2 separate regions of the Hordeum vulgare genome follow, and region 1 is linked to region 2. Evidence: chromatin contacts called from public Hi-C data. All regions are on one chromosome and are shown on one strand. Each heading gives the region's core, a stretch centred on a gene start, on an enhancer-like site or on the middle of the called end of the contact. The rest is flanking DNA. Distances are from core to core; before and after follow the strand shown. Region 1 has its middle 10 kb from the start of LOC123449022. Region 2 has its middle 240 kb from the start of LOC123449021.

Region 1 (6,739 bases), core at 844-3,343, 460 kb before region 2:
ATGTGCAATTAGAAAAGAAATTAGAGGAAAAGCAACGTCTAATTCTTTAGAATCAAAACCGAAGAATGAAGAATGCAAGATGAAGAATCCCCAGATCAACAATGAATGCATGGAGAAGATATTGATCCAACTAGTGGGAGGAGTTATGAAAGTTGGATATCTTCTAAAATGCCTAGTTGTGGCTCTTTTTTCTTTAGTCTTGCTGTTTTAGCAAAGATTTGATGAACTATGATGTATCCAATGCCTTTGAAGAAAATAAAGAAGCAACTAAATATGTTTTCATGCTTGAAAATGTAATGGAAATAACATATTTTGTGGGCCGGCGTGGGCGGCGGGCGAGCAGACCACGCAAAACGGAATCGTATAAAAGGATATTCTGTCGGTGTGGGCGGCGGGCGAGCAGACCCCGCAAAATGGACCCGTATACGTGTCCGTTTTGCGGGATCTGCTCGCCCGCCGCTCACGCCGGCCCACAAAATCGTTTTTTCGCGAACTGCAAAAAAATTTACGGGTCAACTATATACAGGGTCTGCTAGAGATGCTCTAAGTCATGAACCCGTAAAATAACCGTCATTTTACAGTTTCGTGTCAAAAAAAATTATCCCGAACAGACCTCGTATTGGTCGTGGAACTGTAAAAAAAATTGCGAGGAGCGATAAAAGTTTGTCCTCAACCTCTAGATTCACGGACTGGGAGTGCGACCCGAGCTCGACCATGTCGCCCGAGATTTTTGGCGGAAGGGACATTTCCGTGGAGTAGTTCCCGCTTCCATTTGAAGTGGGCCACTTCGGTCCGCCTCCGTTGATCCTGCTCCGGCCGCTCCAGACCACCATCCACGTACACCCCTCGCCGCCATGGAAGCCTTCGTCCTTCACCGTCAAGGTCAGCCATGTGCCAAACCCTCTGCCAGATCTCGTCGCTGGCCATGTCACGTCTGTGGTCATTCAACCCTCGTCCGCGCCACCCTGCAAGCGGCAAGGCAGCGTCATCGTCCAGTGTGCCCGCCGTCGTTGCTGTGATTCTAAGGAGGCCCGCGCCGGCCCGGAAAGGTAAGGTCTCGGTTGTGAAGCGCAAGAAGGCGGGCGCAAGAGCAACCCCGCGAACGCCTCCTTTGGTTTCACCGACGAGAGCAACCCTGAGGATACCCGCGGACGGCAATGCTATCGCCATGGCCAATGTGTTCGGCGAAATGGGCGCAAGGTATGCAATTTTTGTATTCGTTTGCCATTTACCTTTGTTCGTGAATTATTGATCGTAAATGTAGGGACGGTTTGCATAGTGGGACTGCTGAGTTCGTGCACTTGTTGGCCAACTTGTTCGACGAAATGGTCGTAAGGTATGATGGCTTCGGTGCCGGTGGTGGAATGGGTGGCGATAGTGGAGAGTGATGATGCTGACGATGATGGTCACGAAGAGGATGGTGGCTTTTGCATAAGGTTCTTTTACGTTTGTCAAGAGCAAAAACAAAGACCAAGACGGCGGTGAAGATGGTGGTTGCTTTTGCATGACGTTGTTAACATCTTGATCGAAATTATTGTTTAATTTGTACGTAAACTATGTTTGATTGTTTAAATTTGATGTAAAATTGAAAGTTTGAGTTTTTACAGTTTACGATAAACGTGTGGTAGCTTATACGGGGTCTGATAGAGTTGTTCTTAGTTGTGACTCTTCTTTTAAGACTAGGAAAAATCTACCGTCCAGCCATGCGGTAGATCCCTTCAACTTGAAGAACAAACATGGATCGTCTGGCTAAGCGAGCTAGCTGTTCCGTATATCCTAAGTATACCGTGTGTGTGTGTTCCGTGTGAGGATTGAGCGATGAAAACCTGGAATAATTCCATGTGTACATGGCGTGTATGGAGGCTTAGAAAAAGGGACAAGCTAGGCAGGGGGAAGGATGCAAGCCAAGCCACCAATGGATCCATGCACGCACGCATGAGATGGAGATGGAGATGGAGGAGAGAAGAAACCCCAAACAGGCTGGATGTTGCTTGTAAGGATCAACTTAAATTAGGTGGGCGATCCAACACCGACACCTAGGCCAGCAAAGCAAGCACCTGCCTGCGCCATTGGCCACAGGCTACGTGATGAGTATACTTAAACTAAACCCAACGACACCCTCTCCGGCCAGATGGATCGCAATTAGAGTAGTAGCTCTTCTTCCTCAGATCTGATCTGATCGAATCGGATCGGATCATTTGTCATGTCAAAGTGTTCCTCCTCTTCTGCACAGCCTGGGCCCAGCACGGCAAAGGCCACAACAAGTAGAGTAGTAGTACTACATGGAGAAGGTGATAGATACGTAAGAGTATTTCATATGTGAGGTGAGGTCGATGGTGTCTGTCTTCGTTGATTGGTACGCCCAGATTATTATTATGCATTACACTCGGCATTATCCTCGGAAGATGAATGATGATACAAAAATACGTACTCCACTATATTTAAGCGGGGAGGTGGAGTATCTGAGGAGAGAAACAATCTGTTATGCTAGTGGCGAGGCCAGACGGCACTGTCACGTTCCCTCCCATGTGGCTCTCGCGCGCCAGTTTTAATAGGCTGACCGTGATTTGGTCGCGACGCCTCGCGTGCTGCTGTTTTCCGGGCTAACGCGCCCGGACCGACGGGGTGGGGGCTGTTACGCTAGAAACGGCACCCCTCACATGAGTTCGGCTGCTGGACGGTAAGTCTGTTAGGCCGGTCTGCTCTGCTGCGTGTGATATCAGCTGCTTCCATGTGGCGTTTCTATAGTGCGGTGGCTTTGGTCCGTTTCTCTGAACCCACCCCCCATCTCAGGATGGGTTTTTCTGATGATGTACTGTGCTTTGCCGAACAAAACGGCTTTGTTTCGAGCAACGTCCTGTTTATTCTTTTATAAGGGAAAAGAGGAAAAAATGCTTGACACATTTAATTTAATTGATTGAGAAGAATAACAAAAAGTATATTGAAACAACCCTATGATTGCATGGTATTTCCATTAACTAAGAAATACTTCCGCCGTAAAGAAATATAAAAGCGTTTAGATCACTAAAGTAAAGAAATATAAGAGTGTTTAGGTCACTAAAGCAACGATGAGAGACTATTTAATTTAGTACTCCCTCCGTCCGGAAATATTTTTTTTAAAAATGAATATAATGGATGTATCTATAACTAAAATAAGTCTAGATACATTCATCTCTAGGACAAGTATTTCCGAATGAAGGGAGTATTAGGTACTAATTACTGTCCGTAGAGTAGCCTGCCCGCATAACAAACACCAACGGGAGCTCGACCCCTGGGTCGCCTCCTGCTAGGGCGACTCAGGCGGAGATCTACCCCGCTCCCGGTCCGCCTCCACCCCGTCTTCCCCTCCGTCGCCGCTGGATGAAGCCGTCGGGTCCTTGCTCTTCAAGAGTCAAACGAAGTCCTTGCTCTTCTTCAAGAGTAATAGAAAGATCGGCAATCTCATCGGCATAGTCACGACCATGTCCTTGTAATGTAGAGATAATTCCTTCATGAGATTCAATGAGGTCATTGGCCTCTCCTAGTTGTTCCAAGAGAGCAAGAAACTACTTCTTGGATTTAACCTTGATTTTTCTCATAAATTTATCAAAGGAGTTTTCCTGATCCTCCACCTCTTCCTTTTCATCACCACTAATGGAGGTAGTGGAAATGGTAGCATTGAGGTTGAAAGTTTTAATGTTGGATGTTCTTGTTGGATGCCTTGTCCATAAGGCACTTGGCAATGTGGTTCTCGTTGGGGGCGTTGAAGAGGGACACCTTGCTTGGAGAAGAGGAGGCAATGGCCACAGTGGCCATCCCCATCACTTCATCGTCCTCATCCTCATCGAAGAGGTACTCTTCTTGATCCACCAACACCTTTTGAGGCACTTCCTTGGGGAAGTTGTTCTTTTTGGGGAATGACTTGGCTTTGTCCTTTCGGATGAGCTTGCCACCACTGTCTTCACACTTCTCATATGGACAATCCACCACAAAGTGATTCACATTGCCATAATTATAGCACGTCCTCACATGTTGCTTGCCCTTGAACCCACTTGAGTCGTTCTTGGAGAAATTTGGCTTTGAGTTTCTCTTGTTGCCCCAAAACTGTCTTGATGCAAGAGCCATATCCTCATGATAAGCATACTTGGTGTCTTCGGGGCACAATTCCTCTTCTTCTTCTTCATATCCCTCTAATACAGCCTTGGCCTTCAAAGCAAGGTTGGGAGTCTTTTCTTGACAGTTGAAAACTAGCTAGAGCATTATCAACGGTCTTGTTCAATATGTTCATGGCAATAAACTCATCCAACACATCACTTCAGGACATGGAGTGAAAATCTGGCCTTGGACGGATGACAGAGGACATGGATTTGTTGAAGGGCATAATAGCCTTGAGAAACTTACACTTGATCCAATTGTCATCCACATCCTTGCTTCCATGATCTTGAAGAGGGGCAGCAAGAGTCGTCACCCTCCGTAATAGCTCACGAGGATCTTCATCGTCAATCATAACAAATTCATCGGTCTCATCAAGTATGACTTCATAGTTTGACCGTTGAATACTAGAACTTCCCTTGTACATGGAAATGATGTGCTCCCAGCAATCTTTGGCACGAGTGAAGGGACGTAAATGAGCAATATCTTCAATAGGAACAACTGCTTGAAGGACGAACAAGGCTGAATGGATGGTTGAGCTGATTGTCAATCTCTTCTCTTGGGGTGAGGTTTCTTGGATCTTGAGGGTAGTAACCTTGCTCAATGATTCTCCACAATTGTGTTGAGTTGTGATTCAAATGAGCCTTTATACGAAAAATACATTTAGTAAAATCATTCTTAACAAGCTTAGGTGGAGGACCGAGGTTAATAATATGCAGTAGGTGAACCGGTCCTCCATAGACCATGGGAGGAGGAACCCGAGGCAAAGGTATTTGCCCCACTCGTTCCTTGAGGCAATTTATCTCTTTCACTACTTGCATTTTCCTTTTCATAATTGACCTTATCCGAAGTTGTGGGATTGACCACATGCAACAAGTCGCTAAACGATTTGTAATTATCAAGGAAATCTTTAAGCATGTTCTTGACCTTGACAGTTGTTGGAAATATGCCCTAGGGGCAATAATAAAATGGTTATTATCATATTTCCTTGTTCATGATAATCGTCTATTGTTCATGCTATAATTGTATTAACACGAAACAATAATACATGTGTGAATAAATAGATCACAATGTGTCCCTAGCAAGCCTCTAGTTGGCTAGCTCGTTGATCAATAGATGATCATGGTTTCCTGATCATGGACATTAGATGTCATTGATAACGGGATCACATCATTGGAAGAATGATGTGATGGACAAGACCCATTCCTAAGCATAGCACTAGATCGTATTATTCGTATGCTAAAGCTTTTCTAATGTCAAGTGTCTTTTCCTTCGACCGTGAGATTGTGCAACTCCCGGATACCGTAGGAGTGCTTTGGGTGTATCAAACGTCACAACGTAACTGGGTGACTATAAAGGTGCACTACGGGTACCTCTGAAAGTGTCTGTTGGGTTGGTACGAATCGAGATCGGGATTTGTCACTACATGTGACGGAGAGGTATCTCTGGGTCCAGTAGGTAGAACATCATCATGAGCTCAATGTGACTAAGGAGTTAGTCATATGATGACATGCTATGGAATGAGTAAAGAGACTTACCGGTAACGAGATTGAACAAGGTATAGGTATACCGACGATCGAATCTCCGGCAAGTTCTATACCGACAGACAAAGGGAATTGTATACGGGATTGATTGAATCCTTGATATCGTGGTTCATCCGATGAGATCATCGTGGAACATGTGGGATCCACCATGGTTATCCAGATCCCGTTGATGGTTATTGGTCGGAGAGTGTCTCGGTCATGTCTGCATGATTCCCGAATCCGTAGGGTCTACACACTTAAGGTTCGATGACACTAGGGTTATAGGGAATTGTTATACGAGGTTACCGAAGGATGTTCGGAGTCCTGGATGAGATCCCGGATGTCACGAGGAGCTCCGGAATGGTCCAGAGGTAAAGACTGATATATAGGATGGATGGGTTTGGACGCCGGAAATGTTTCGGGCACCACCGGCAAAGTGCTGGGACCACCGGAAGGGTTCCGGAGGCCCACCGGGAGGGGCCACAAGCCCCGGAAGGCTACATGGGCCAAGTGCGGGAGGGAACCAGCCCCTAGGTGGGCCGGTGCGCCTCCCACACTCAGCCTAGGCGCACCAGAGAGGGAGGGAGGGGAAACCCTAGGCGCTGGTGGGCCTAAGGCCCACCTAGGGGTGCGCCACCCCCTCTCCTCCCTGGCCGCCGCCCCCCTCTCCCATCTAGGGTTGCCGCCCCCCTCTCCCATCTAGGGCTCCCCCCCCTCAAGGGGGAAAGCCTAAAGGGGGCGCCACCCCTCCCTTTCCCCTATATATAGTGGGGGGTTTTGGCCTTTGGAGATACGGTTTTCCATCTCTCTCTCTCGGCGCAGCCCTGCTCTTCTTCTTCCTCCTCTCCCATGGTGCTTGGCGTAGCCCTGCCGGGAGACCTCGTCTCTCCATCGACACCACGCCTTCGTGCTGCCGGAGGTCTTCCCCAACCTCTCCCTCCTCCTTGCTGGATCAAGGTGCGGGAGACGTCACCGGGTTGCATGTGTGTTGAACGTGGAGTGCCGTGGTTCGGCACTAGATCGGAATCACGCCGCGATCTGAATCGCCGCGAGTACGACTCCATCAACCGCGTTCTAGCAACGCT
Region 2 (7,000 bases), core at 3,854-6,353:
TAAACTAGGCGAGCCACACCTGTGGGTGGCTCGGCCTCTTTAGTCGGTTGATAGGAGGGGCTTGTTGGTTGACAGGCTGTCCCTAGCAACACTCCTGTGATGGAAGCGTTCAGGATGATGAGGCGCACCCGCCTGACAAGCTCACACCCGCCGGGGAGCACTGGAGAGGGCGGGGGCTCGCTTGTAGCGGAGATTGACGACGGCGGCTTCAAAATCATTGCTCCAGACATCGAGGAAAGGGAATGAAGCGCGGGGGAGGACTGTGGATATGCTGGAGGGGTCTTGGGTGCACCTTAGATGAGGAGGGAGTCATCGGGGAGCTCAAATTCGAGCAACATCCAAGGAGAGCAATGCCGGCTGTGGGGAAGGAGGAGGGTACGGGAGCAAGAGCTCTCTGGTCCAAGAGGTCTATGTGGGGAGAGTAGGCGAAGGGAGCTAAGAGGGGCGCTCGGGGAGGCCTCCTAAAGCAGGGCCAAGACGCACCATAGACTAAGTCCACGAGCGGCTCTCAGGCGAGCTCTGTCGCGGACAGATGAGGGCGAGGGAAAATGCGTCCGACCATGTGGCATCTTGAGGACGCCGAGGCGACCTCGAGAGACATGATCCTGATGCCCAATGGTGTCGGGAGCCTCAGAATAGGCAAGCTATAGTGCAATGTGTATTGTAGCATGTTGCACAGCGTGAGATCTACCCGTGAGGGCATGTCCTTGGCACTTTGGGAGGTGTCCATTTATTTCCAAAGGAATCCAGGGGTGCAAACAAGGTGAATATGGCCAAGGGGGTTCCTTAGTAAAGAGAAAAAGTTGAGAGGGAGAGAAGGAATCTACTGTCCAGAGGGGGTAAATGGAGGTTTTATCCCATCAACTATTGAGCTAGGTGTCTGGGGTTCTTACTGGAGGTAGGAGATGGTCATGAGGGACCGTGGTAAAAATTCAGAGCAAGGAGAACTCATTTCGTGCTCCAATCATTGATCACAAAATTATTGCATGAGGTGTTTGATTATGATTTGAGCTAGGTAACTTGATCTACTTAACATGCGATTTAACAAGAATAAAAATTAGGACCAAATGTACTTGTCAACAAAATTTTGGCACATTTGGAGAAATTGGCCAATGTAAAATATAAAATGCTAGAAATGGGTAGAAACATATTTGGATATATCTACCTAAGCTAAATTGTTCTCCTTGAGGCACCACTTGGCGTGAAGGCATTATAAGGGAATTTGAACACGTCCACAAAGTTTGAGACCAAATGGAGGAAGTTGGCAATGTAGATTTATCCAAATTTGGAACTAGAAAGAAAGGGTGTTGGGGCATTTTTGTGAACCAAAATAAGTTAGATTGATATGAAACTTGGCAAGGTCATCACATATGGCATATGTGACCTGCTCGACTTTTCATGGATTTATTGGACAATATTTCTTATATAAATATTTCAAATACTTTCCAAAAAGGTTTTTGGAGGGTTTTACCCAATATTTTGAACATGACCATGTGTTGAAACTCACATATATGGAACATATATGTCTAGTGAGTTTCCCTAAATTTTCTCAAATATTTTGGAATCATTAAAATAATTCCCCCCCTATAAAAGAACATTTCTGGACTCATAAATAGGCATTTAAATAAAATACAAAAAACTTTTAATTTTTTTGGGGGTTTGGGAAGTCTTTTGGATAATAGGTTTCAAATAAAATCTTTGGTGCAAAACATTTACCCTAATTCGAGGACTTGTAGTACAAACCTCAATTTAGGGGGTTTTGAAAACCTAAATCAAATAAATGACTTTTTGGTCAAAATAATATATTTTTTAAATAATTTTATGTCCTATACACATGTCATGATCATTTGGTCAAAGATTTGGATCAAGGATAGGAGTTTTGATTGTGGTAGGATTTTTGTGAATTAAAACACAACCAATTAGAAAAGCAAATAAAAATCGACTCAAGTATTCACATGCACACAAAAAGTTTTAATTGGTCCAAATTTTTGAGCTATGTTAACATAGTCATGAGAGGCAAAACACAGGATGTGACGGACCCACCCCCCTTACAAGGATCTTGTCCCCGAGATTCCTAGGCTAGGCGTTGGAGAGACATGGAATTTCGGATATGATGTAGTCTTGACGTTCCCATGTTGCTTCTTCTTCCGTGTGGTTACTTCACTGGTCCTTGAAGTGCTTGATGAATGAGGTTCATGTAAGGGTTTGCCTTGTCTATGTATTGCAAAGTCAGAATGCATGCCAAAGTAGTGTGTATGTGTGCTGGTCCCGGGGTTACCCACCTTGGTTAGTGACATCTAGATTTCTCAATCTAGACTAGAAGGATTAGAGTCTTAGTGTAGCCTTCTCTGGACGGGGAAGTCATTGACTTCCTTAAAGTAGGTGATCTTCAATCGTAGGTGGTCTTCATCCTTGAGAGTGTTGAAGCCAGTCAACGTAGGCTTCTCGCCGAGGGCTTCACTTGAGTAAGCTCTGAAGATACACTCTTCAGTCATCCTTGGTCATTTGTCTTCATAGTCACGGAAGTGCGTCACGAGTGTGTCTTTGAGTGTTTGGTTTACTTCTCTTTTTGTAGCCATTTTTGGAAGGTTTGGGCTGAGTCTCGTCTATAAGACTTAACTTAGAGGTTTGGTAGCAAAAATGGGTTCCTCCCTATGAGGATGTCTCAACGAGGTTTTTAAGTAGGCTGGTTATTCAAAAGAGTAGAATAGCCATCTAGTGTGCAAGGTTTTGAGGCTTGGACAAGTGGAGAGGACTACCCTCAGCAGGAGGTCTAGTATGACCTAAATTGTGTCATGTCCTTAATCGGACTGGAAAAAGGCTAGTGGTGAAGTCATGACAATTGTCCCACTCTGTTCCAGGTTCTAAAGTGAGTAGGGAAGTCATGATCATAATACATTACCCGGGTGGTTACCTTTACAACTTCTCAGTCCCTTCCTAGTCAGGAACTAAATGGTTACCTTTACAATAGGGAACTCCTTAATTTCTCTTGATGTCCAAGGGCGTTATCTTGCTTGAACGTCGGTGCTGCTTGACATAGTCTAACTGAGGTGACTAGCGAGAGAGTGGAGTTTGACTTCTCTTGCTTCTTCTTCTTCGTTGTGGCTCCCAAACCGTAGTGGTTCTTGATCTTGTTTGGGTTAAGAATGTCTTCTACTATAGGGCGAGTACTACGAGGAGTCCTTCTTAAGGGTAAAAATCTGCACTTGAGAAACCTGGCAATCGGTGCCTATGGGGGCTTGTCTAAAGTAGGACTAGGTTTTTCCTTACTCTCCTTGGATAAATAAGTATGTGATCCGTGAGGATACCAACATATTTCCCCAAGTATCACACAATCACATTGTTCGTGGGATATGTGAGAGGAGCGGTCATAGGCCAATTAAAAAGGGCTTGAAGGTATATCCATTAACCATAAGGTGCAGATGGTGTGGCCTTGGGTGAGTCTCGAGAATGACTTTTAGACTCGCAGTATTTAAGTCAGCTTGCTCTTGAGAGCAATCTCGGGAACCAATCTTTAGCCAACTACTCTTAAACTTCTCCACGGGGTTACTTGTCCACGGGGTTTGTGCTTCCAGGTGGTTACTTGTCCACGGGGTTTGTGCTTCTTCATAATCTAGCTCTTCGTGCCCACATTCCTTATGGACAAAATTGTCACGGCCCTAGATTATTGCTTGTAGTTAGTGGCAACAGTGAGCATTCATGCATGCATTTAAATCCTTTTGAAATTGAAATGAGGAATGATGAAGCCTCAAAATAAAATTCTATTAAATATGGAATATAAAAATTGTCCCAAAGAGATCCAAGAAAATGTTCCTCTTGTTTTATGAAATATTGGCATGAGGTAAAATTCAAATCTATATTTTTGGAATCACAACAACATTTGATTTTGGGCTTTTGAGTTAATATAACAATTATTTTTCCATGGATTTATATTTATTATATATAAAATATAAGTCCATTAATTCTGAAACTTTTTTTGTGCCATGGTTAAATCCATTGGACTCATCTGCAAATTATCAGAATTTTATAAAATGGTTTGGTTTATTTTTAAAACCCAAAACAAATGACAAAATAATAGAAAACTGAAAAAAAGAGAAAGAAACACTGGGCTTACGTGGCAGAAGAGGCCGAGGCCACCACGGGCTAGACCATCTTCTTCCGCGTCCCAGTAGGCAGAGGAAAGCCGTGGAGAGAGCGCCGAGCTCCCAGCCACCTCCTGCTTGCTCTTCGCCAGCGCGACGGGCCAGATAGGTCTCCCGCAGCCGTTTGGATCGAGCCGACCCTCTCATTCCTCTCTCTCTCGTTTTTTCGCCTCTCCCCGCCATGCCCGGGCGCTACAGTCACCGCCGCTCGCAACCATCGTGGCCACCTGCCCCCTCTAGCCCAGCCACTGTGTCCCCTAGCTCCGTCGTTCTCCTCCCCATCTTGACCCAGAGGAATCGAGCTCAAACGCTCTCCACCGCCGTCTCCTGCATCATCTTCATCGCCGGCCACCGGAGCTCCTCGTCGATGATTCACCGCATGCAGGACCTCCCCAAGCCCGCTGACCATCTGACCCCCCTCTAGGTGAGCCCCTCTTGATTTTCCCCAAATCCCCATGCTCGATTTTAGTCGGCAGCCACAACCACGCCAAGCTTCCGAGCCGTCGTCCGCCATGCCCGGTGAGCTCCAAGATCTCGAACCGCTCGTCTCCAACCCGTGCGCCCTGCATGCTCCTGGTCATTCCAGGGTGCCATTGAGCCCCTCATATGGCATCCCCGTGCCTGTATCCTCGCCTGTTTCGGAGCCCAAGCTGCGACGCCGTCGTAGCTCGTCGCTGGTGCTTCTTTGACCACCGCTCGACCTATGGTTGGGTCTAGTGGATGCACGCGGGGGAGAGGTTCTCCCTGGTGCGCTCAGTGCGTCAAGCTGCTGCCTGCAGCACCACTCCGGCCGGATACCGTCATGTTCCATTGTCGCCGACGGCTAACCGGCGGTGGCTGACGTGCCGCCTCATTATGGTTTAATTTTCCCCGCTAATTAACCCCCGCAGAGGCTTATACTTGGTCCTACAGCTGGTCAAAGCAGGGTCAACCGGGGACTAATCCCTGGTTTGCCTATGTGTCACTGATGTGTGGATCCCACACGTCACGTTTGACCTGGACCGCCCGTGCCGATGTAGCGTGACTTACTGATGACGCAGTAATCCATTTGTGGATTTATTGAATCCCAAAAAATACCTTAAACTTCTAAAATGCATAGAAATTAATCTATAACTCACATCAAAATAAATTATATATGAAAAATTATCGAAAAAATGCAAGGAATCTGTTTATGCCATGTTCATGCATGTTTAAACAAGTTAACATCACCAAGTAGGCCATTTCATGATTAGGACCAATTTGATAAATATTTTGGAGTTGGAATTAATGTCTAATTGAATTCCACTTCAGTTAATATGACCAAATATTAAGCTAGGTGATTTCAGTACCTTAGCATGCCATATCATACATCATGTTCGGTGCATTGCATTGGATGTGTTCTTTTCTTCTTTTGTCGGTGTTGTTCCTTCTCGGTAGACAATTGTTCCAATGATGTGATCGTTGACATTAATGAAGAGAAGTACTATCTTCGGAACTGTTAGGCAAGCAATCCCCCTTGAGCATTCCAATACAATCCTACTCTCTCGCTCCTGCTCTCTTTTATTGCATTAGCACAATCACGATTCAAGTGTTACATGTTCTGAGTAGTTGAATCCATTCCTCTGCATGACCTGTTTTGCCACAGTAAATAGTTGAAACCACTTAGCATGAGTAGCAACTTCTTGAGCCTTCATGTGGCTACTCATCCATGCTTCCTGCTATGCCTGCTATGCTTAGAGTCGTGTCGGGTCTAATCCATCTGAGTGATGAACCGGAATGGCTGTGTTCATGTCCTAATGTGTGAGAGTAAAGTGTGTGAATCCCATTTCGTAAAGGTAGTGATGATAGGCCATGTAAGAGTACATGGCAGGTTGTCTCATTGGGACCGCCCTTAAGAACTGAGTTATGTGTATGTTATCCAAGACAAGATACTACCACACATTGGGATACTTAATTGACCCTCTCGGCTTATTAATCGCCTAGATCTCTGTCCAGGAGTTGCAACTAGTTTCTGGTGTTTGTAGGAAAAGTGTTGGAGGCCGTGTTTAGCTCTACCCGACGGGGTAGGCTTCAGTGCGGTAGATACACAGTGGCACGGTGTACCAAGTGGCACCCGGGCGGTGGGCTGGTGGAACCCTACGCACATCGTTTGAGGTTATAGAGGAAACTTCGGCTAGACTTCCTTGCGGGTTCAGTCTCAAATAGGTGATAAACCTTGACTAGGGTCTTTGTGGTTAACGGTCGTGGCCGACACCCAAACTAGTGCTTCTGCTTGAAGGTTGCCGAGATGCATGACGTGCATATGGTGATAAGTGGTGAGAGCGTGTGTGAAGAAGTATACACTTCCTAGGTGAATTAATCTATTTGAATAGCCGCGTCATCGGATATGGACTACTTGGAAAGATTACATGGTACATAGATAACTTGAAATGGATACTCTAAAACATGCTAGATAAGTGTGAGTGCTATGGATGGCCTTCTCGTAGGGAGACGAGAGTGGATCCATAGTGGTGTATTGATTTGGTGAATATGTGGACTCGTGTGCGCTACCCATCTCAAAGAAAGTGTTCGTGGTCATAGTAGAGGTTAGCCAAGTGTCAAAGTTGGATTGCCGCAATTAAACTCCACAACCCCTTCATTGATACTGATGCATATGTAGATAGTTCTGATGTAAGTCTTGCTGAGTACCTTTGTACTCACGGTTGCTTAATTTATGTTTTGCAGCGGAGACCTTAATCTCACTACATGTTTCTATGTGATGAGTTTGACATTGACCGGAATAGCTTGGGAATCCCAGATAGAGGTCTGGCACCTTTGGTAGGGTCATTGTAGCTTTTCAGGCTCTTCCAGCTGTTTTTAGTAGATGTCTGTACCCAGAC

Evidence for each region. Hi-C and Micro-C count contacts between places; a contact is called where the count stands out from the background.
Region 1: a Hi-C map of leaf shows a contact between it and region 2, with 3 times the contacts expected there. The contact joins two enhancer-like sites. A contact is called at or near these places in 3 of 6 Hi-C or Micro-C datasets (leaf and seedling) and 1 of 1 datasets of contacts at active chromatin or transcription factors (embryo).

Annotation. Positions count from the first base shown.
Region 1 is chr4H:475,909,560-475,916,298 of MorexV3_pseudomolecules_assembly, reverse strand. No RefSeq gene overlaps it. Among protein-coding and RNA genes, the nearest start is that of LOC123449022, 10 kb to the left of the region's middle. Within about 2 kb of position 2,093, at least 3 of the 3 cell types and tissues checked have open chromatin away from gene starts, as enhancers often do. A contact at or near this core is called in leaf and seedling, where this site is marked.
Region 2 is chr4H:475,454,439-475,461,438 of MorexV3_pseudomolecules_assembly, reverse strand. No RefSeq gene overlaps it. Among protein-coding and RNA genes, the nearest start is that of LOC123449021, 240 kb to the right of the region's middle. Within about 2 kb of position 5,103, at least 3 of the 3 cell types and tissues checked have open chromatin away from gene starts, as enhancers often do. A contact at or near this core is called in leaf and seedling, where this site is marked.